2 separate regions of the Gossypium hirsutum genome follow, and region 1 is linked to region 2. Evidence: chromatin contacts called from public Hi-C data. All regions are on one chromosome and are shown on one strand. Each heading gives the region's core, a stretch centred on a gene start, on an enhancer-like site or on the middle of the called end of the contact. The rest is flanking DNA. Distances are from core to core; before and after follow the strand shown.

Region 1 (5,174 bases), core at 725-3,224, 150 kb before region 2:
TGGACTATACAAGTGTGACTATTCCATGACTTGTGTCCAATCTAGAGATAAAGGACTTAAGGATTATTGCATAAAAGGTTAATCATAAAAGGTTATGTCGAATCATGATCTCTTGTGACTTAGGTAGCATTGATACATTGCTAGATGCCACTCATTGTTTGTAACATTGGAATCGTTCTAGTATTACTGCTAACGTTACAATAACCTACAGGGTCACACCCTATAGTTAAAATGAACGGAATAAACCATAGTTGGTATTGTTTTTAGGTGTCACTTGAATTAAATTAATTATAGAATTAATTTAATTCGATTTCCAACACATTATGTACAAGGTTGTTGTACATATAATGAGGTTAGCATATGAATTCAAATAAATATATGGTTTACCGAAATTATATTATAATTAATGTAATTATAATTTTCGGTTTAAAATATTATTATATTTATTTTAATTCATAAATAAAAACCCTAAAAAATAAATAATAAGGATATAAGTATCCCGTTTTTCTTTGTTTTGGTCTAGCAGCCGTCAAAGAAAATTCACTCTCAAAACTGTTTTAGGGATTTCTTCCGTTCGTAGTCAACGGGTGGATCACGTAGAGGTCGGAGTCTCAATAGATTGCGGCTTAGTTCGACTGTAGATCAGACTACACGTTGTTGAGAAGTTGCTGTCTACTTAGAACAGCATTAGGTAATTTCGTAACCCTTTTCACCCCGATTCGTTCCTCACACATGGATCCGTGGTTAGGGTCGCCAATTATTAATTTTTTTCGCTGCGTCGTAGGGGTGCTGACGATCCAACAAAATACTGGATGCATGACAATTCATGCCTACTATTTTTGCCACTGATCGCATGTTAAAATCATGCCTATTGTATTGTTTCTAGTATTGTTATTACATGTCATACTGCATTTCATTGGGGTCAGGACGATTTTGAAGTATGGTATTTTGTCAATGGCTGCTCTCAACACATGATAGGTAATCAGTCTTATCTCACTAATTTTGAAGATTCTCCTGTTGGAAGGGTGACTTTTGGTGATGGGAAGAAAGGTCAAATGCTTGATAAAAAGACCTTGAATGTTCCTGGCATGCCTCATTTGAAGAATGTGTTGTTGGTGAATGATCTCAAAGCCAATCTAGTGAGCATCAGTCAATTGTGTGGTCAATGTATGTTTATTAATTTTACAAAAGACAAGTGTATTGTTACTACTAAAACTAATGAGAAGATCATAGAGGGTGCTCCCACTTTAGATAACTATTACAAGGTGGTGCAATCAATCAATTGCAAAAGAGCTACTGTATCAAAATTAAAGTTATGACATAAGAAGTTTGGGCCTGGTAACTCTAAGCCAGTCAATACACCAATATTTGTTAATGAACAGTTCTACACAAATGCTCAGGGAGTGCTCACTTCCCCAACCACATTTAGAAGCATGATTGGCACTCTACTTTATCTCCAAGTTAGTCATCCCAATTTGGGCTTTAGTGTTGGTATTTGTGTTAGATATTAGGTCAATTCTAAGGAATATCATGTCAAGGTAGTCAAACGAATTATTAGACACGTGCATACTACCTTTGATCTTGGCATTTGATTTATTAAAGATAGTACAATGTACTTAGTGGAATATAGTTATGTTGACTGGGTTGAGAATATGGTAAATGCAAATATTCGAATTTTTAAATTATAAGGTTCAATAAGCATGTAACATTTCTTAAAAAATATCATATTTTAAATTAATATTACATCATTTAATTAAATCTATCTCAAAAAAATAAAACTTTTTCTCAAATATTAAAAAATAAACTAATTAACTGAGTTTACTAACTAATTAAGTGATGTTTAACAAACATAATAACAACTTAATTTAATATCATTCGCATATTCAATTTTCACTAGATTCGGCGCGTGTAAGATTTTGATTCACACGTGCAACATCGCACGTATTCAACTTTTTGTATGCCAGATGTCAAGTAAAGAAGCGTTAACACTTTTAAAGCTGAACATTCATAAATACTCGTCCAACAAAAAGCTCTCCGTCTCAGAGCTAACTCCGAATCTCTGTAAGTTCTCTTTTTTATTTTTGTTAATTTTAACATTTTATTTATGTAAATGCTTACAATCAACTTAAATTTTAGTTCTTAATTTTTTTATAATTACTGGATTAATTGTTTTCAATGTGTTTGATTAAATGCCAACGTGGGGAGGATTGAAATTTGGAAGCTGTTTCTTTTTCATTGTTCTTTGAAGAAAATTAGGGTTTGAAAGATATAGATTAATGGGTAGGATATCAATTTGGTAGGATTATACTTATTTGATGCTTTAAGTGCTGTTAGATGCCAAGATTTATGTAAAAATTGCTATAAAAATGATATATTTATGTCTTTTTGTTAATTCCTTTGAACTGCAAATATCGTCTGATTTTAATCCAAGAAGATAGGTTTACAAGTAATGAGAATTGGGTCTTGGACTTCATTTTAGTTTTACGCAGGGACAAAGCGAACTTTATCTTTGGGGGAGGGGGCTCAATTAAATTATAAAATCTTAAAGAGGTCAAAGTACAATTTTATCTCTGTATATCCTTGTTATTTTAGAATTTTAAAGGGATTAAACTGAAATTTTTTAATCTTTGGAGGGCCGAAGTGTATTTTTACCATTAAATTAACTTATAATTTAAAAAACTTGAAGGGAAGCATTGGCATAGTTGTGGCTAGAGTGTCCTGTAGGGTAATTTTGATTTATGTTAGATACATCAGTTCCTCCATTTGGTTTTCTTTTAGCAACAAGCGCAAAACTTAAAGGTCGAGTTGCATTAATTCCTTGAGAAGTCTGTAGCATTATAATATTCTCTTTTTTGGGTATTCTTCATGTCCGTTTTACAGTCCATGTTTGGGGTTCGTGGCTGCCCCTCCCGATAATGTCTTCTCCAAGATTTGAACCTGCGCCTCCCCTTGAATGCAATGTGTCTTACCACTGCACCCAATACTTGTTAGTAGCATTATAATATTCTCTGATTAATGATTCAATCCACTTTCATGTGTAAATGTTTTGAGGTGTGGTGATTGTCACTAATAGAATTATGGCACAGAAGAAACGGTACTGTTATTAGCATTTAGCACTCTGTTATGGTGTCTTATGTTATATAGCCGGGGAAGCAAGTATGAATATAGCTCTGCCCTTTTGGAACTGTCGATCTGTCCCGAGTTTTCATTTTTTTGATGCTTTATTTAGAGATGCATTTGTGAACAAAAAGGCTTCTTTACTTGTGGTAACAATTTTTATTTTACTTTCTCTGATAAATTTCTACTTCTAAGCTTTGTCTTTGGTCACTTTCTCTTAGGAAAATTCCTTGGAATGGAGATTGCTACTACAAGGTAGGCTTTCGTGATTATTATATTAGATGTGACAATGAAGTTTTGTCTGAATTTTACTTTGCTAATTATAAATGGTTCTTGTTATGCTCGCTTCTCATTATCATGCTTACATTTCCTTGTGATTTTGTCAGGTGTTGCCCTGACAAGCAAGTGTCATGGTTTCCATTAAACCTCAGAGTATTAGACTGGGAAAATACCCACAGATTTCCATGTACTTTGAGTGTCCGGAAACTAGTGATGAGTAATCAAAGGTTGGCTTATTTGAGTATAGATTCTAGTAGAAAGCAACATAGGAGCCCTATTGTCTGTAAGACATTTGCCATCCATGCTGGTTTGGAGGAATCCTCATCTCTACAGTCAGAAGATCCTTTTACTGAAGATGAGCGTACTTCCGAAGATTCACCAGAGCAGCTTCTTGCTAAACCACTAAGCAGTGAAGAGGTAAACTTGCATAATTATTTGTAAATACACTTTTTTTTTGCTAAAAAAGAAATTTTAAAAATGAATAGAAAACAAAAGGCAAATGGTAAAATCATCAACCAAAAGGAGCCTTGTGCATCATAACTTGTTTGAATGTAATTGTATATATATTTTCACTGAAATGTTTAATTTAATGTGTATATGCCATTGTGCAACAGCTGAAATCCCTACTGGCTGACTCTGAGAGGGCAAAGCTCACCAAAAAACTAAGTGAAGCTAACCAGCAAAACCGCTTCCTAAAACGACAGGTTTGTACATGTATGTATATATTGAGTTAAGGTCTTAGCTTAGATTTGGCATCACACTGAGGAAGAAAAGGTTGGCCAGCCATGAAATAGGGATATTGCTTATTTGTTCTCCCAACGGAAATTTTCTCTCTTTTAATGTTAAAAACTTTTGTATTACTGGCTTGAAGAGAGTTCTGTTCATTTAAATGTAAATAGGAAGCACCAAGTTCAGCAATAATGTTCTGAAGAATTTTGGTAAAAGACAAATTGATGCCCAAAACACTTCATGAATAGAGTTTGATCATATTCTACAATCAAGGTTTTTATATCTCTAAACAACGAAACAAGCCAAGAAATTTCATGACTTACGTGATATCGCTTTTACAGTGAAAATTGTTAACAGTGTAAACCTACTGGCATTAAACCCGAGCCAAAACAAAATGCCTTCACATCACAAAGTGACTTGTCTATGCTGTCTACAGTTATATATGAAAGAGGAGGCATTAGTCAACTTCAAAAGTGAACTTGCTGTCATGGAACTAGAAATTCAGGTTAATATTCACTTCAGTTACTTTTGTTTTTTCATTCTATATATATGCTCTTTTCCTTTTTCTTATATTGTGGATTGTTAATGCAATCTTATTGAAAGAAAATGTTGACACTTTTCATCAATGCCATGTATGAGGTACTAGTGATCAATCAAATTGTAAGGGTAAATTCTTCTGTTCCAAGCTTGGAAAATTTCTTGTCTGTATATGCTTTTAGATTTTTAGTTTTAGAAATTCGTGTCGAGGCTTAGACTTTGGAAGAGCTATTGTCACTGGTGCTGGTGAGGCCAAAATGTTTTTCATATACTTTGAAAATCGGTACTTTACAAAATTCTTCATGCAAAACTTTTCCCTTTGCCGGAATGATGATGCTTTAGATTGAGCAGTTTTTTAGTATACCACTCCTTTCATAATATGGGAGAGCAATTGCCCTTGGCTCTGTCATAGTTACACCAAAATCTTTGAGTTTTATGTATGCAAAATTGCAGTAAAACTACCATGAAGGTTCTTGTACTAGGAGTCCGATTGTATTTTGCCTCTCTGCTCA
Region 2 (5,489 bases), core at 2,525-5,024:
AAATGTGAAATTGATACCAATATAAAATTTTAACACGAATATTTTATGGCATAATTAATAATTCAATTTTAATATAAATATTCAATATGACTAAATAATTCAATAATATAAATAATATAAAATGTGAAATTTAATTTAATAATATAAATAGTAGATATAAATAAAATTATTACTATTTATGTTTAGTGATTTTTTTTGGATAATTTTGATTTTTTTATTTGAGAGTAAAGGGTGAAAAGTAAAAGTTTTGGGGAAAAATAAAAAGTTTTGGGGAATAAAAGTTTGAGGGAAAGTAAATAGGGTGAAGTAAAATTTTGGAAGGAAAATATTAAAAAAAAATTGGAGGGGGAGGGTTTGGGATAGATGGAAGGTGGGATGGGAATGAAATAAAAGTTTTAGGGGAAAAGTGGGAGGGAGTAAAAATTTTGGGGGAAAATAAAAGGTTTTGAGGGTTTTTGGGAGTAAAATTTTGAGAAAAAATAAATGGGAGAGTAAAATTTTGGTGGGAAATAGATTTTGGGTAGATTTGGGGGTTGGGAGGGGAGAGGAGTAAAAGTTTTGGGGGTAGAGTAGGAAGGAGTAAAAGTTTTGAGGGAAAAGTAAAAAGGTTTGGGAGTTTGTGGTAAAAATGTAAAATATTATAGTTTGATATTCGAATTATTCGAATTCGAAAACTCAACTCGATTCGAACTCGAAATTCGAAAAAAATATTCGAGTTGATTCGAATAACTCGATTAACTCGAATAACTCGATTCGTTTAACTCGAAATTCGATTTTTTTTTTGATTTTTTCGAATCGAATCGAGTTTTGCTCACCCCTAAATGTAAGGGAAACAGTAAATAGAAGTCAATGGGATATGGCAAGTTGACATGCAGTGCAAAGGGTGTCCTATTTATTCTTGATGGAAGGAACGTTACAATGACTCAAGGTATTGATTAAGATATCAGATGACGGATGACCCAATCATTGATGCCATACATGTTGTGGGACACTAATAGTAGCACTATTACAAAAGACACTAGAAATTGAAGAAGAAATAGGTTGCCTAGTAGTAGGTAAACATAATCGATAGAGACCGCCCCACTTAGACCGTGAAACAGAATTTATTGAGTTACTAGATCACGAATATGACATTGCTTGGGATAAAACTCGAACACAACGTTGTAGTCCTTAGCAAACTTTGACATAGAGAGTAAATTTTTAGTAATAACAGGAACATGCAATAAGCCAAGCAAGTGTAATCGTCTGGGATTAGTGAAGAAGGATGATTGTCTAATTCGCATAATAGAAACAGGGGAACCATTACCAAGAATAATTTTACCTGAGCCTTTACACGAAACACTATGGTCAAGCTAAGCAACATCAAAAGTCAAGTGATTTGTTGCCCAAGAGCCAGGGTATCAGGCATTATCGCCAACTACAGCTGGAGTGGCGAGGCATATTAAAGTATTAGATAAAGCATCGATGGAGCTACCGGTAACAGAATTGACGGTAATTGTGTGATTTCCTTGAAAGTTAAGGTGAGACAGAGCGAAAGGGCCAAACAGTTGTGGGCCAAATGTGGGACTTATAGCATATGGGCTAGGGTTGTTAGGTCTAATTGTTAAGTTGATTGAATAGGGATAACTAAAGCCTAGATTGTGATGGCCAAAATTAGATGACCCTTGAATGGGAGGTCCACTATAAACACTGTTATGAACCTGAGGTTGTCCAAAAAATGGTGTTGGTACAATAGGGAAAGGCTTGGGAGAAGGTGTTTTGTAGGTCATGTCAAATCGAAAGTAGCAACGGTCTGCTAGATGACCAAACTTTCCACATAGTTGGCATTGTGGTCGTGATAAACCAAAGCGAGTTCTACCCCGTCCCCAGAAAGACACATTAGAAGGTGGACGATATTGAGGTAGGTCATGAGAGTCTTCAAAAGGTTGAAAAGGCGGAGGAGACAGAATTGTAGCAATATTAGCAGAAGCACTAACTTCGGTCAGTAGAGCTAGTCGTCGAGTTTTTGCATCGAGGAGAATCATTGTGATAGTATGTAGGTCGCAAGGTGTTTGAAGAGAAACAGTTATCACAGTGACCACAGAATCGTACTTAGGAAAAAGGCCATTAATGATGGTCGTAATATGCTCTCTTTTAGAGATTGTTTCACCACAACTAGCTAGGTTGTCACTGACCATATTTATATTCATAAAAAAATACTTCATGGGTAGTTCTCATTTCGTTGAGAATGGAGCAACAGGCAGTAGTGCATCAACTTAGCTATAGATTTGCTGTTGAACAACTAATCAAGAACATTCCATATATCACGGGCAGAATCGTAGCCAATCAGGTGAGGAAGAATACCAGCTCTAACTGATGATAATAACCAAGAGGCCAAAAGTGTTGTCTTGTTGTTCATACAACTCAAATTCTGGATTCTCTGATGTGGTCCCGTCATCGTTGGTGAGATATTGAGTTGGCGAAAGATATGAACAATCAATATAGCGTTGAAGCTTATGATTTTTCAGTGTTAAAAGAACTTGTTGCTTCCAAAGTAAATAGTTTGTGTCATCAATAACAATATTAATGCGTTTGGTGGAAAAAGTTTTACTCTCCGGTGAGTTTAGATCAACAATGGTAGAACTTTGAGTAAGAGGATTCACAATATTAGAAGGTGACAGATCTATTTCCATAAAGATAGTTGCAACAACGGAAAAGAAACATGGCTCTGATACCATGTTAGAAACCAAGTATAATAAGAATAATACAACAAAACCAAAGGAGATAGCTTCAATTTCAATTAAGCAGTCTGTTTTGTTCAATAGCAAAGGTAGCAGATTTATACATAAGTTGGTGATAAAGAGGACAAAGTTGGTTAGTTGAAATAACAAATTCTAAAGCTAATCAATTCTACAACTCAGTAAAAATGATGAGTTATCCTTTCTCAAATCTCATCAGGTGCAATTCTAAGATATGCTAATGGCATGTGTGGAAACCATAATTGTGAATCAAACTTTTTAAAATTAACTCTCAATGTTACAAATAAAAACAAAATTACAAAAAAAAGATCAAATTATATAATGTATAATTATTGAATTAAACTTTTAAGAATCAATACTAAAGTGACACATGTATAAATATTGAAGGTTAAAATTCTAATTATGTCAATTTTAAAAACTACCAAGTTATCCTTTCGTTAGTAATTGAACAGTTGATGACCAAAAAAGAAATAATCAAATAGTTGAGTGATGAAAAAATAAACTTTCTAGTAGTTAGGTGACTACAAGTATAATTTACTCAAATTAAAAAGTAAATGCTTATTTAAGTCTAGTTATAATGTATTAAATACAAACCATTAAAAAAATTAAACAATCTATTTATCTCGATTTTTAATAGTAGGAGTATCTACTTCAAAATTTTCTGCTTACAAGATAATACTTTAGTTAGAGGGGATAGGATGAAAAAAAATCTAGGTAAAGATGAACTGGATTTTAAATTTGCCACTACCAAATTACAAAAAACACATTTTAATCGGAAAAAAAAATAGTGCAGAAGAAGGATAAGAAGAAGAAAAAAAAAACGGTGGCCAGAGAAACAGTGTTTTATCCACAGTGGATAAACATGCTCTCATTTGGACCAACAAAGCTAAATAATTTGACCCAAAAAAAAGCAGTGTTAAAAATTGAAAAAATTAATAATGGCAGCTCCAGCAACCCAATATCCATAACATCTGGCTAAGGCTATAATAATTGTCAGAAAAAGACCATAAACAATTTGTCCTTTTCCTTTAAGATCTTACAGTAGCTGCAATCGTTGGATCTTTTGGGGCCACATGCTTTACTTGTGGTTACCATTTCACTTCCCAATTCCCTTGCCCATTTGCTCATCTCTCTCGCACATTTAAACCCAACTTTTGTGCGTCGCTCGTCTCTCTCTTTGTTTCAACCTGTGAAAATCAGTTTGCTTTCAACAGGTCAGTATTAACCCTTTTTTTTCTTTGTATTCTTGGTTTGATTGTTTATGTTTAGTTCATTTTAGTCCATTTATGGCTGTTTTATACTTTTTTTCTTGGTGGGTTTTCATTGTTTTATAATTTTCTACCCTTTTTGGTAAAACAAAGTTCATTTTTGCAGTGAATTTGTAGGCTTCTCTATGTGTTTGTGTGTTTTTATTGCTTGATGACAATAGTTGGAACCGAATTATTAGAGAATTAAAATTAATTGTTTCTGATCTATTGATTGCTTCATTCAATCTTCGTCTTGAGCTGTTGGGACATTTGCCAAATGGTAAAATTACAGTATTCCCGGTACAAGTAACATAAAGGCCCTAATAGTTATATTGTATTTTGTCCCTTCTACTTAAAAAATGACAAATTAGATCAAATAGTAAATTAATTTTTACACGATTGACGGAATAACATAAAGTGAAACGTGACGTATAATGTGCATCTTGTATTGGCATGGAACAATTTTTAACAATAGAAATGGACGGAAGTTTTAACAGAAGGGTTAGTTTACTCTTTGATTGAACAAACGTGGAATAATTTGTTCATGTTTTTAGTAGAGAAGACAAAATGCAATCTGAGTACTAGTACAAGTGCATTTATGGTACTTTGCATTTAAGCACCTTGAATCTATATCTTCATGATTATTACAATACCAATGGTGTCAATTGAGCTAATGCTGAATAGACTATTTAAAGATTATTTTTGTGTGGCCTTGATTTAGATTTTGTGTTTTGCCTAGAGCATTGAGCTGTTCAAAGGGTGTTTCATTGGTGGTGGGCTTATTTTCATTGTTGATCCCTTCCATGGCATTTACTTCAAGCAAGGTCCCAAATGGGTCAGTTGTGACTAAGACTATTGGTAACATTAACCATCGTGGTAAAATCTATCCTATAACTCGAGGGTTTGATCGTCGGAGACTGAGAAATACAGGTCTTTTGATGGCGAAGTTGAGGTTTCCAAACGAACGTTTGGGAAACATATATGAAAAAACTGGTGGTTTCGGTGTCACTCGAGGATCTTCCTTGATATGCTTGTCCTCAAGAACTCAAAAGTCTGAAACTGATTGCTCGGATGCATCTAGGTAAGATCATAATTCTCGATGCTTGAACATAGTGATGCTTTTTCGAGTTCATCTTGAACTTATTGTATGGTACTGTTTCGAGCCAGTGCACAGATTGCCGAAGACGAAGTCGGTCATTCAAGCATGCATGGGAGAACCATACATTCAAGTCCCGGCTTGGCTGAAGCTTGTAGATTCGCTTGTAATGATGCAAAGTTTGTAAATGAAAGGGCTCGTAACGACATTGTTTTGCTTTCTCGGTATTAAGCAATCCCTAATATCTGTTGAAATAGTTTGGCATGATAATCATATGTCGGTATAATATTTGTGGTCATACGGTAGCTTATTGTTGTGCTATTGTCCTGTTTTCTTCAGTGGAATAATGAGGTTGGATGCTCGTGCTCGTCAGGATGTCGCTATTCTCGGGTCAGGATTTCTTAAACT

Evidence for each region. A called contact is a pair of places that touch in the nucleus more often than the background predicts.
Region 1: a Hi-C map of leaf shows a contact between it and region 2, with 2.4 times the contacts expected there. The contact joins the promoter of LOC107953965 here to the promoter of LOC121219364 in region 2. A contact is called at or near these places in 2 of 34 Hi-C or Micro-C datasets (leaf and petal).

Annotation. Positions count from the first base shown.
Region 1 is chrD07:10,330,561-10,335,734 of Gossypium_hirsutum_v2.1, reverse strand. It overlaps LOC107953965 (protein PTST, chloroplastic), which reads left to right and starts at 1,974. Exons shown (of 8, transcript XM_016889416.2): 1 at 1,974-2,061; 2 at 3,339-3,372; 3 at 3,504-3,813; 4 at 4,011-4,100; 5 at 4,562-4,630. The coding sequence starts at 3,353.
Region 2 is chrD07:10,180,773-10,186,261 of Gossypium_hirsutum_v2.1, reverse strand. It overlaps LOC121219364 (senescence-associated protein AAF, chlorolplastic), which reads left to right and starts at 3,774. Exons shown (of 13, transcript XM_041097408.1): 1 at 3,774-3,952; 2 at 4,707-5,066; 3 at 5,153-5,305; 4 at 5,421-5,489. The coding sequence starts at 4,789.